Regions from separate parts of the Mus musculus genome. Here all the other regions are linked to region 1. A link is a contact called in public Hi-C and HiChIP or PLAC-seq data. All regions are on one chromosome and are shown on one strand. The core of a region is the stretch at or near the end of the contact, and the rest is flanking DNA. Distances in the headings are between cores, read along the strand shown.

The links. A called contact is a pair of places that touch in the nucleus more often than the background predicts. HiChIP or PLAC-seq counts read pairs in DNA pulled down with a chosen protein or histone mark.
Region 2: a contact with region 1 is called in an H3K4me3 HiChIP or PLAC-seq map of embryonic limb bud, with 2.6 times the contacts expected there. The contact joins the enhancer-like site here to the promoter of Hand2os1 in region 1. A contact is called at or near these places in 3 of 39 promoter capture datasets (the 3T3-L1 cell line, hippocampal neurons and liver), 3 of 484 Hi-C or Micro-C datasets (the HL-1 cell line, the N1E-115 cell line and nephron progenitors) and 6 of 115 datasets of contacts at active chromatin or transcription factors (craniofacial prominence, embryonic limb bud, embryonic stem cells and 3 more).
Region 3: a Hi-C map of the N1E-115 cell line shows a contact between it and region 1, with 17 times the contacts expected there. The contact joins the enhancer-like site here to the promoter of Hand2os1 in region 1. A contact is called at or near these places in 4 of 39 promoter capture datasets (the 3T3-L1 cell line, embryonic stem cells, hippocampal neurons and 1 more), 8 of 484 Hi-C or Micro-C datasets (the HL-1 cell line, the N1E-115 cell line, liver and 3 more), 5 of 115 datasets of contacts at active chromatin or transcription factors (cardiomyocytes, embryonic limb bud, fetal liver and 2 more) and 1 of 9 other capture datasets (embryonic stem cells).
Region 4: an H3K4me3 HiChIP or PLAC-seq map of embryonic limb bud shows a contact between it and region 1, with 4 times the contacts expected there. The contact joins the enhancer-like site here to the promoter of Hand2os1 in region 1. A contact is called at or near these places in 2 of 39 promoter capture datasets (liver and stem cell-derived epiblast-like cells), 2 of 484 Hi-C or Micro-C datasets (nephron progenitors and uterus), 3 of 115 datasets of contacts at active chromatin or transcription factors (embryonic limb bud, heart atrium and stem cell-derived neural progenitor cells) and 1 of 9 other capture datasets (embryonic stem cells).

Annotation. Positions count from the first base shown.
Region 1 is chr8:57,319,506-57,322,384 of GRCm38.p6, reverse strand. Hand2os1 (Hand2, opposite strand 1) reads left to right here and starts at 1,526. Exons shown (of 6, transcript NR_154048.1): 1 at 1,526-1,696; 2 at 2,097-2,201. It overlaps Hand2 (heart and neural crest derivatives expressed 2), which reads right to left and starts at 1,402. Exons shown (of 2, transcript NM_010402.4): 1 at 1-1,402. The coding sequence starts at 478.
Region 2 is chr8:56,913,915-56,916,793 of GRCm38.p6, reverse strand. No RefSeq gene overlaps it. Among named protein-coding and RNA genes, the nearest start is that of Gm33501, 27 kb to the right of the region's middle. RefSeq lists an enhancer at 40-2,243. Within about 2 kb of position 1,448, at least 3 of the 459 cell types and tissues checked have an H3K27ac peak or open chromatin away from gene starts, as enhancers often do. A contact at or near this core is called in embryonic limb bud, where this site is marked.
Region 3 is chr8:56,931,128-56,934,006 of GRCm38.p6, reverse strand. No RefSeq gene overlaps it. Among named protein-coding and RNA genes, the nearest start is that of Gm33501, 44 kb to the right of the region's middle. Within about 2 kb of position 1,381, at least 8 of the 459 cell types and tissues checked have an H3K27ac peak or open chromatin away from gene starts, as enhancers often do. A contact at or near this core is called in the N1E-115 cell line, where this site is marked.
Region 4 is chr8:56,960,949-56,963,827 of GRCm38.p6, reverse strand. No RefSeq gene overlaps it. Among named protein-coding and RNA genes, the nearest start is that of Gm33501, 74 kb to the right of the region's middle. Within about 2 kb of position 1,352, at least 3 of the 459 cell types and tissues checked have an H3K27ac peak or open chromatin away from gene starts, as enhancers often do. A contact at or near this core is called in embryonic limb bud, where this site is marked.

The sequences.
Region 1 (2,879 bases), core at 277-2,776:
GGTCGTCCTTGGCCAGCAGATCCATGAGGTAGGCGATGTAGCTGGTGGCCAGGCGCAGTGTCTTGATCTTGGAGAGTTTGGTGTCGGCGGGCACGTTGGGGATGCACTCGCGCAGCTCGGCGAAGGCGCTGTTGATGCTCTGAGTCCTGCGCCGCTCCTTGCGGTTGGCGGTGCCCCGGCGCTTCACCGGGCGCGGCCCCCCCAGGCCGGGAGGCCCGGCGCCGGGCGGCACTCCCCCATAATGGGAGTGGTCCAGGCCCGCGGCACCGCTGGCGTACTCGGGGCTGTAGGACAGGGCCATACTGTAGTCGGGGGGCGACATCTCCGGGTGGCCAATAAGCCAGCCGTGGAAGTAGGGGTTCTCCTCGTGGCTGCAGCGGCTGGCGGCGGCGGCGGCAGCGGCGGCGGCGGCTGCGGCGAATGGGTAGCCCTCATGGTGCACCACGGGGTGGTGGGGAAAGCCCCCCACCAGACTCATCTCGCCTTCCGTGGCCCTCCACGCGCCCCAGCGTGCGCGCAGCCCCGCCGCGCCCTCCGATCGGGCTCCGACCTCGGCGATCGGCGGCCTTCCCCACCCCCCACCCCCCAACCCCCGGGCTCCCGGGCCGGCCCTGCAGCCGCAGAGGGGGCCGCTGCAGCCCGGGGCCCGCGCCTGGCCCGCCGGGCCCGCCTCAGCTGTGCCGCGGCCGCCGGCTCCCCATGGGGCGCGGCGAGCTGGTCCCGGCACGGTGCGCCCTTGCTGGCCGCCGCCGCCCGCCCAGCTCTACAGCCCGCGCGCCGGCTCCCGCGTTCCCCGCTGCAGCGACCAGGCAGAGCGCTCCGGTGCTCATGCAAAAGTGCCGGCCGGCTCCCGCGAGGCAGTCCCGCAGACGCCGGCCACGGGACTCCTGACTCCGAAGATGACCTGGAATCCGGGGCGAGTCCAAGCTGGGGCTGCAGGAGCCGGCCCGGCTGTGCCGGGAGGCGGCGGGGTCGCAGCTTAGCGTGGAGCTACCTCGGTGCGACCCTCCCCCTTCCTGCCCCTTCCCCTCCCCCACCAGCTCGATCTGGGTTCTTGGGCGCTTATTGTTTTAATAAAAATTATTTGGTTGTTGTTTTGGTCCTTGAGTGTGATTTGTTTTTAAAGCTGTAAGGAACGTGTCCGTCCTCGCTCCTCAGGCTCTCTCGGAGGCTTTGCAGAGAGGTCTCAGCGCATCCATTTTCTAAGATCCTCTCCTCTCCGGACAAGAATCTTGGGCCCTTGAAGGCACCTCGGAGCTGGGAAGCGGCGAATGGACTCTCGGAGGGGTGTGCTCAGACAGTGGCCGCGGAAGCTCCTGGGTGGCAGCGGCGGCGGTTCTCTTGGGCTGGACGCGGTGAGGGGAGCAAGCCGATTTTCCCAGCAAGATCTCCATGTACAGCTACATCTTTAGGGCCGCTCGGGTTAATATATGTCGTCAGAGGCTCCTCACGCCAATCCCGGGGCGGCGGGGGCGGCGCCTCGCGCTCTCCGCAATAAAACTTTTTGATGTTCACGTTGCTAATTGCCGAGGTCCTCTTCTAGGATTGGTTGTCCACTCATAACCATAAGATAATTAAAACGGGGGGGGGCAGGGTAAAAAAAAAACCCTTTTATCAGCCATAGGTTAATGCAAGTGTTTAACAGATGCTTCGCTATTAAAATATTTCCCCCCAATACTGAAGAATCTTAAACCAGGTACAGTATTATTTCGCTTTCTTTTCTGATTACAGGGGTGGGGTGAATAGAGAAAGGAACGCAGATTATGCCTTTTCAAGTGTTTTGTAGGTAACCGAGGCAGAAAACTGAGCCGACAGTCTCCTATAGTTTTGTGCTGGGCTGGGGAGGGGATTTGGGGTGGGTGGTGGTGGCGACAAGAGTCTGGAGGTGGCGGTATGGAATCCCATTAAGGTGCGATTGGGAGTGAGCCGAGTCTCTTTGACCAGGCTAGAGCGCCAGCGCTCCTCTGACCCGGCACACTTTGGCAAAGTTGCAGTGGCCTGTTTGCTTAGGCACTGAAGTGGATGACCCAAGTTAGGATGACAACTTGCAGAGAACGCGGATGAGACCTTCAGTTTGTGCCCACACTCATTTGCAGCAACCCTAACAGAGATTGCGAAGATTTTCAAAGTGGGGCACCTCGATTTCTCGAATCTGTGGTGTGGCGAATATCCGTGTTCCTCCTGCTTAACTAGCCTGTTTGGTAAGTAACTGAATAGTTTTTACAGCGTGTTCGGAGCTTATTTTCTAGTTTTTATGAACAAACATATAAATATATCTCTGCATTCCTGCCTCCCTCATAAAAGCGGGCATCTGTGGAAAGCAGGTTTAGTTATCGGAGGGGAGCCATTAAACGGACGTTTAAGAGACAGGCAGGGAGGAAGGCTCGTGGATGTTTAGACTGCTTGCCTTGGCGATCTTGAACGCATTAGAACGGAAAATGGATCTCCACTTGTAAGTTAGCGGGCCTCGGGGCACCTAGGAGATTCCCCAGCAGCGCGGGATAGGGGCGGTCAGTGGAAGGAGGCAAAACCACCCTCCGGCTGGCCTGTATGAGGATCTCTTCTTTTCACTCACACGAAGAAGGTCCCTGTGTAATAGGGTGTCAACAGAAGCCCTTAGGCTGTAAATTTGATCACACCGATAGCTGGCCTTGGACCTGAGGAGGCAAGCAGAGGGGACACAAGTGACTCCCACCGTTGGCATCGCTTTTTGGAGGCAGAAGCACTCTGGTCCCAGACATTAAAGAGAACCCCAAGTTAAGAATCCTGCATGGACAGTCCTTCCCATGTCCCTAGAGTCTGTCTGGCTGTTATTCTGTCTGGAAGGCCACATCAGAAGGAATCGGAGAGCCCATCTTCTTGCTCCCAGGGTACCCGAG
Region 2 (2,879 bases), core at 199-2,698, 410 kb after region 1:
AGTATAAACACAAAGCCATTCTCAGATGCAGGTAACTGTGTAATGGTCTGCATTCGCCTAGGTAGCTCTAAAGTAAACAAGGAACATGGGTGATAAATGAAATGGATACTAACGTTGTACAAGAAGGTGGAAAATATATTGCCCTGATATGCCTGTTCCAGCTGAAGCTTCTTAAATAGAACTGGAGAGAACACTCAAAGTGTGAATGCAAAGAGTGGCAGCCATTAGCATGCATTAGAATCTGGGCAGATCTCAAGATATAAAGAAGCACATTATACAGTCAAGAATATGAGACTGCCATGAGCTCTGCAAAAGAAGTGGCTCTAGTACAAAATACTGGTATTAAAGTAAGAAGTCTCCTGGATCTGACACAGTAATGATGGGTGAGAATGAGGCAGAGAATGGCTTGTCCTCCCAAGGATCCTGTGGTTAAATACATTACTACAAATTTCTCTTTGGGATCAAGGTACTGTTGACCACAAATGCCATATAACTTGGAGGCACTGAAAATACCTGTTGTGAACTAGATGGAGACCACCAACCTCCAGAAAGGTTCAGCACCCAGGTCTCCGAAGGTGAAAGGTCACAGCTTCATCTCACAACACCAACTAAGGTCTGTTTCTTATTACCAAATAATTTCCAGAAGGAGACCAGGCTTGGGCTCGACTATCCAGTAGCAGGACACGAGAGGAGGAGAGTCTGAGGAGAGGTTATTCTCTGTGCTGTAGTTCCACAGCGACTGAGGGAAAGAGTCACCTGTTTGTCACAAAGAGGATCTTGGTGTCTACTCGCCATCCCAGTGAGGCTTCCATGCTTGCCCTTGTAGCTCCTAAAACAACATGGCTTCCTTAGAAGGAGATAGGAGGAGGTAGGATCTGTCAATGGGGGGGGGGCATAGAATTCTCAGATCTGCATGGGACAGAGCCTTTGACAGGTACAGTCCCCAAAGAGCAGAGGTGAAAAGCACATTCATGTACTTGAGGTGAAGGACCACCATTAAAAATAAATAAGGAACTCCAAATGTGTAAATCCGATCTAAGCCAAACCATATGGCGTAAAATGAAAACATTTCTTCCTGTACTTTTGGCAATATGGTTTCTTACCAGATTTTATATACCTGGAAGTATCAACACAGCTGTTACCATGCAGTCTCTCCCCCCGATAGAAGGTATTGATGCTATAAGTAGTCCGGTGATATTCTCACTGTGTAGCTATGTGTGCACAAAGAATGTCATGCATGCAGTAGAAGTGTTAAAATCCTGGGCAACACCTCATACGTTATTGGCCTTCCATAGTGAACAAAGTCATTTTTCAAGCAAGTCATAAAGTAGTCTAAAAAACAAGTGTTTCAGTGTTTGCTCCAAATGAGGCAGTGGTGGGGGACTGCCGTTCATCTGACATCATTTCTGATGTAGTCAGCACCAGCTTGGTATCTGATTAGGGCCCCCGCCATGGTGGTGCCAGACTTACAACTTTAAGTGGGGTGGCTGAAGGAAATTAATGTGTCAGAGTTCCCTGAAGGTGAGCGTGTCTGCTTCACGTTTCCTTCAGAGAGCTTCAACTGGAGTTGCCTTTGATTCTTTCTAAGAGAATCTTTTGAAGATATTTCTGCATCTGGGTAATAGGGAGAGATGAGCTATCAACAGCAAACACATCTAGCAAAAAACATGTTGCCACATCGTCCCTGAAAGATGCAGATATCTTTGGTGAGAATGTGGTAAGATCAGTGGCTCCATTCAAGGCTGCTGAGAATCCGCAGAGATAACAAACCATCTTGACTATAGCATTAACCTGGCTCATGTGACTTGTATTCACATCACTTTATATTCCTTTAAATATAGGAAATGTGTCTGGTGGTGGTGGCAGTGGCAGTGCACACCTTTAATCCCAATGCTTGGAAGATAGAGACAGGCAGAGCTTGAGGTTGGGGCCAGCCTAGTATACAAAGCAAGTCCCAGGAAAGTGAGGGCTACACAATGGGATCCTGTCTTGATAAAAACCAAACAAACCAAACAAACAGAAAACAAAACAGAAACCAGGAGATGCTGCGCTTCACAGATGCACAGAATTGATGAGAAAGTCCTTATCATTTGCTTGCAGACTTGTCAACGAAAGGAAAATCTCAGTAAAGGCATTACATCTGTCATATAATCTTCATTTCCCTTCTTCTGGTTACATACACAAATTTCATCATAAATTTTAATCTTTTAAATATTCTCTATCCAGACAAACCAATGAGCCTAGGAATGGAACACTCTGTGGCACACTTTTTCTTTAAACAATTAATAGAAAGCACACACAAAAAACTTTGTAGTCCACAAAACTGAGCAAAACTATTATATTTTCTTCCTATTTGTTTGAGAAAATGTAGATGTAGACACCTCAGACAGATCTGGTCTTGAATTCTGGATCTGCTACTTACACAGATAATATAACTTAAAATATGCACGGATGCTTTTAACATCATCATATGTTTACCTATGTCTGTCAATCCTTGGTATACATGGATATGAACATAGAAAATTTTTATCCATAATAACCCCATGTACACATGACTACATGGACGTACACAGATTCATGAGTATTTGAGACATATTCACTAAGCTTATTCTTGCAGAAATTTTTAAGCTAGAGACTGTTTTATATGATTGACTACTCTGCTGCTGTACTGAAGTGTGCTTTTGTGATTCCCAGAAAAGACATTGCATTTAACATGTTTTCCATGCAGCCCTGGCTGTCTTGAACTCACTTGTAGAGCAGACTGGCCTTGAACTCGTAGATCTGCCTTCCTCTGTCTCCTGAGTACTGGGATTAAAGGTGTATCCTGCCATCACCCAGCTTGGGTGTGTACCGTATGCTCAGCACATTTACTATTTTTT
Region 3 (2,879 bases), core at 132-2,631, 390 kb after region 1:
AGTGATTTAGTCATTGATATTAAGCAGGTCTTGAAGTAATAACGAAGGGAAACTGTATAAAGTAAATAAACTTACAGCAGAAGATACATGTACCCAGAAAGTTCAACAATTTAGAATATTTGTCTGATTTTTTTTAAGTCCAAGAGTAATCTGTATTGATTACAACAGGAAGCTAGTTTTTCCAAGCTGGAGAATGTATGTGTGTGGGAAACCCGACTTTTAAATTTAAAATGACCTTTGAAGAGATTGCAACATGCTTATCATTGCTCTCCCTGAAGTCTCCAGAAACAGTTTTGTTAAAGTTATACGTGCAAAAACGTTCAATCCTTAGGGAAGAGTGTGTATAAAAATTTGTACTGAAAACTGAACCTGAAGCAATTTTATATATAGCAAAATTAGTTGCATAATCAGCCTTGCTAAACCATTCTTATGATTCTTATTTTATTTATATATATTGTTAACTTACCAGCCTTTAAATTTTATTGTTTCGTTTTCTTTGATAAAATAAACAAGTGACCCCCCCCCAATTTGAACGGGCCACTCAAGGAAACACCCTGTTCTTTCTTAAAGGCCAACCTGTCATGAGGAACTTTAAGATCTCAGTATGACAGGGTCACCAGCCCTCACCTTACCCCTTTAGTGATCACAGGGGTATTGTGACAGTGAAGAAAACAAGCTGAATTATTGTGGAGTCTCCTGTCTCTTGTTCTATACTTAAACCAGTTTCTTTTTCACAAAATGTAAGGAAATAATGTGTGTGTGTGTGTGTGTGTGTGTGTGTGTGTGTGTGTGTGTGTGTGTGTGTGTCTGTGTGTGTCTCTGTGTGTGTCTGTGTGTGTCTGTGTCTATGTGTGTGTGTGTGTGTGTGTGTGTGTGAGAGAGACAGAGAGAGAGACAGAGAGAGAGAGAGAGAGAGAGAGAGAGAGAGAGAGAGAGATGATGGGGGGACTGACAGTGGCGAGGGAAAGGAGAGAAAAGGGAAAAAGTATAAACTGGCAACTGGTTAATTAAAGTAGTAATGGTGTCAATTCCTTTGCACTGGAAATACGTCCTCCATTGTGTGCAGTTTCAGGGAGTGGAGATCCACTGATAAGACTGTGGGGTTGCAGTTGAGCTTAGATGAAAGCTTGCCATTTGTGGCCAAGTGGGAGGCAACTGCAGTAAGACCCGGGCAGGAGAGAAATAACTCATTTGGAGTCTGGCATGATGACGGTGCATCTCTTTTGCAATGGTTTCTTTGTCATGCTTGAATTATGGGAGTTTGATCTTGCTTTCTGCCTTTTGGCCAGACGATGTTTTGATCACTTCTATCAGACATCCATTCATCAAGGCCAGCATTTACAACTCCAGATCAGCAGAGGCTGCTGTGAGTCTTTTGAGATCTCAGAAGGCACAGGATGCATGCGGAGCCATGCCACGTACCAGAATTCATAGAATTTTCCAAATTCCACAGACTGGCCACCGTTAAGTGTCATAAGACAGCATTTGACTTTCTACCTGTGACTCAGTTTGTTACACGGCACCAGTGGGCTCTCTTAGAAGCTAATTTGGTTAAAACAGAAACTAAAATTCTCAACAAGCTAGAATGATACAAAATACTTCCACCAAAAGTTTTATAGTGTATTTAAATTAGAGGGAGGGATGTTTGGTGTTTCCTTAGATACTACAGGGAAAAAGAGGAGACAGTTGAATCAGGAGATCTCGCAGTACATTGTGCAGAGTATTATGATTAAAACCTCTTAAGTAAACTGTGCTGCGGGCTACCCTTTACATTTTGTTGTTTTGGCATCCCAAATGCTTTTGAAAATTGAAAACTGGGACTACTGGCCTATGACACCCCAGTGAAGCAGCAGTGCATGAAAGGAAACCTGGCACAATAAGAATAAACAATAATTCGGCTTAAGATGGATGTGAACTGTCAAAAGAAAGGTCCGTGCAGACAAGCCTCAACCACCCCAGACCTTTGCAACCCTTCTGCTTTTCCTTTTTCTCTCTGACAGTTCCCTAGAGGTTTCCGATATCACTCGTGGTAGCTGAGCCCTCTCTGTCAGTTGTTCCCAGTTGCCTCTCTACCAGTGCTTGTTTGCACTGGTATATATTCCAAAGTTTTTATATTATCCTCCCTTGTGGTAAGAAAAATTATACTTTTGCTTAAAACCACCCACTTTTTTTTTTCTTTTTGAGACAGTCTCTCTAAATGTCCTGGAACTTGCCAAATAAGCTAGGCTGTCTGGCTGGTAAGTCCAGGATTTGTCTATCTCTGGCTCCTTGGCTCTGGAATGACAAACATTCATAACACTGAGGTTTTTAGAACGTGGGTTTAGAGGATTGAACTCAGATCCTTCTTCTTGTAAGTCGAGGACTTTATGAACTGAGCAATCTTCCCAGCCCTGAGATGCTTTTTTTTTTCTTTTTCAGTGGAAATGGGATTGCTACAGACAGTAGGAGGAACACATGGAATCTTGGGGGCTTGCAGTCCAATGTACACTTTCTCTCTCCGGAAAGCCACTTCGTAACAGCTAGATCAAGGTCTCACAATGAACATGGGTTGTTAAAAGTGATGAGAAAACGTGGCTGGTGGGGTACAACTCTGTAGCTTAATGGGACTACTCTGGGGCCTCAGTATTGAAAACTTAGCAGCTGACTCTTGTACCTGGTGAAGAAGTCCATCCCTTACTAAAGGACGCTCGCTGAAGGGAGGCTTCAGTTACAAGTCTTTCTCTGACAGTTTTTCTTCACCTTTATAGAACATGGTTTTGTTTTTGTTTTTTCGTTTTTTTTCAATTCTTTTTGTTCATAAAAGGAAGTAAGAGGTCACTGATACCTGTTAAGTTTTGTTTTATTTGAGACACAGAAATGTTCAGTTGTCCCTGTAATTA
Region 4 (2,879 bases), core at 103-2,602, 360 kb after region 1:
GATTTTGTGATAAATGTGAAGATCACGTATAGGTAATTCTTGGCTCAAAGCCAACAGACCTCTACAACAAGGAAACTTGTAATTATTTCTGTTAAAAGGAAATAAACTATCTTAGCTGCTCAGAGGCCAAAAGACAAAAAAAATTGAGGTTAGCCTTTTGTAGACATGCATCATCCAGTGGACTGAAGGTTCTGGAATGCTGACGATGCTTTTGGAATTTTCAAGGTTTTGGATTTTGGTTCAATAATTCTATTTCTTATTACATATTCAGAAAAGACACAAAGAATAATTACAAATCATTCTTTTGTTGTTATTTCAAATAGTTGAGAGTTAGAAAAGCCCCAAGTTCAAATAAAACAAGCATATTTTCATATGGCATTCACAACATGCTTTCTTGTATTAATAGAATAGGTCATAATGAAGCTGGAGAAGAAAATGTAAATACGTGAAATATTCATATAATTTTGTTTAAAATGTAAGATATTAGGAAGACATATATCAACAGGTTGGGACAAGGCATACAATTCAGTAATTTCATAAACCTTTGTATTTTCAAGTTTTATGTGATGCGTATTTAGTAAAATGTTTCTATGACATTATTCATAAACCCAGTAACAAGTTCAAATAAATTGAATGATGCTGAAGAACAAACCAGTTTTGACTGACTACCAGTTAGAAGGGAAGTAATGAACTCCAAAAGAACAGCACTTAAGTCACGAGACTCAAATATTTATAATTTCTAAGAACTGTGTACAGCATTGCTTTTGGCTTTGTGCAAGTAGACTCTGAGCTCTTCGTGCATTCAGTTCTTAACGCCTTTAAAATGACAGTTTTTGCCACTGCTATTTTTCCCCTGGAAGTAGAGCTTTCACATTATCTTAATTCTATTGTCATATTTTTCTTAGATGCCCAAATAACCTCTGCTCAGAGAGATAATATCTTGGCAATCCACTTTGGTTGATTCTTTCTTCATAGTCATTTTAGAAGTAAATCCTTCAAGAGAACATTTCTTTACCCCACTTTTTCATTATTTCCAGAGGCAAAAACTGGCAGGGCAATTTATAATTCAATTTTTGCTAAATCCGTGACACCCAATATATATGTCAGGCATTTCATCAGCAAGGGACTTTGGGAATAGGTGATAAATTGTCCTGATTAGAAGTGCAGGCTGTTCTTCTAAAACATCATATTAAAAAGAAGGTAAGTATTATTAGGAAAATGTAATGTATCTTTAGATTGTCCAGAAACATCAGGGATAATCACCTCATGTGAATATATTCCCCTCTGTGCTGTACAGCAACACTCTAACACTCTATGGCTTTGATAGCACTCATCTGGAGAAAGGGGGAAAAAAGACCCCATCAGTTCACAGACCTATCAGGGGCTGGGAGTCTTTCAACAGCCACATAGCTCTTAGTGCGGCAATAACTCATCCCTGCCAGAACTGCCTGCCTCTGAAATCCGAAACATGGCCCTAATCATCGTAGGACTGTTGGTGTATGTGATAGTATAAATATTGCTTTCTAATGTAATCTCCTCTGATCTTCTTAAGCGTCCTTTCTGTGTTCCATGTATTTTCCCGTGTGATCTGTGTGGCTTAAGGAAAGCCACGGACTCCCCCCAGGTTATCTCGATGCTAAGAAACGATGCTGAGAAACTGGATGGCTGAAGTATGAAGTCTGCTCTAGTAGCAGACATGTGTCTGTGGGTGTGGGTCACACACAGGTTCAGTTTGTCATTCCATTAATGAGCTAAGTAATTAAGCTAAAAAAAAAAGTAACTGGTAGGGTACTTGAGGCCCAAGACTAGAAAATGGAGAATGGAGCCTTTCACCTCTGGGTCAACGGTTTCTGTTTAATCCCACTGTTAATGACTAAAAGTCATTGTTTCCATCTGAGTGTTGTTTGGTCTCAATGTGAAGTCAGTTGGTGGTCTGCTATCAGTTTCTCCTGGGCAAATGCAACAGTATTGAAGTCCACTGCTGGTTTTTTTTCCCCACCCAATTGGACCCAACAGTGTAATAGATGCTGTTTGTTTGATAGCAAAATAAGTCCATTCAGAGACTGTGCCTCAAAAGGAAATAAGTAGAAAATATACATGCTAGGATAGTATGTGAAGTAATAGGAAATTCCCTCCCCTGTGGTAGAATTTTGTGATACATTTACCTTCATATCATTTGTTTATTTGAAACTTCATGTCTATGATCAGGACTTTGCTGATGAGAGAGTTTAAAAGTTCTAAAACCAAGTGTCAGAAAGGTGTAAGTCTGGCTTAAGGTCACACAGAAAGTTGTTATGTGGATGAATCGCATCATAATCTTTTTATAAGAATGAGACTTCCCATCACCAAGAGAACTTGCATAGGGCAGAAAGATAATTTATACACACACACACACACACACACACACACACACACACACACACACACTAAAGAAGTCCAAAGTTAGCATTCAGGACAAAGCATTCATCACAGACGAAGTTGCACACCTTTTGTATTGTGTGCTCATAAAATTCCCTAAACTAGGTTTAAATACCCATACTCAAAACCCCCAAGTACCTGTACATTGACTAATGGCACATCAGATTGTTGAAAATAATGAATGAGTTATTGGTAGTGTGTTTTCAACATGAGTCAACAATAGGCAAAGTTCTGCTGAAAACCCAAGGAAGTGTTAAAAACCTCCTTTGTTGCATTGGGACAGTGGTGAATTTCTTTTAAGTACTATCTTTAAATATAGGTTAGCTGATGGATGAGGTTGTTTGAATAATTAAATACTGATCAAACAAGCTTGCAGACTCCTTGAAGGGAAAGACAGTAACAGATAATGGTACCTAATTCACTTAGTCCATTAATTTCTCCTTGAAGTGGCTTAAACCGTC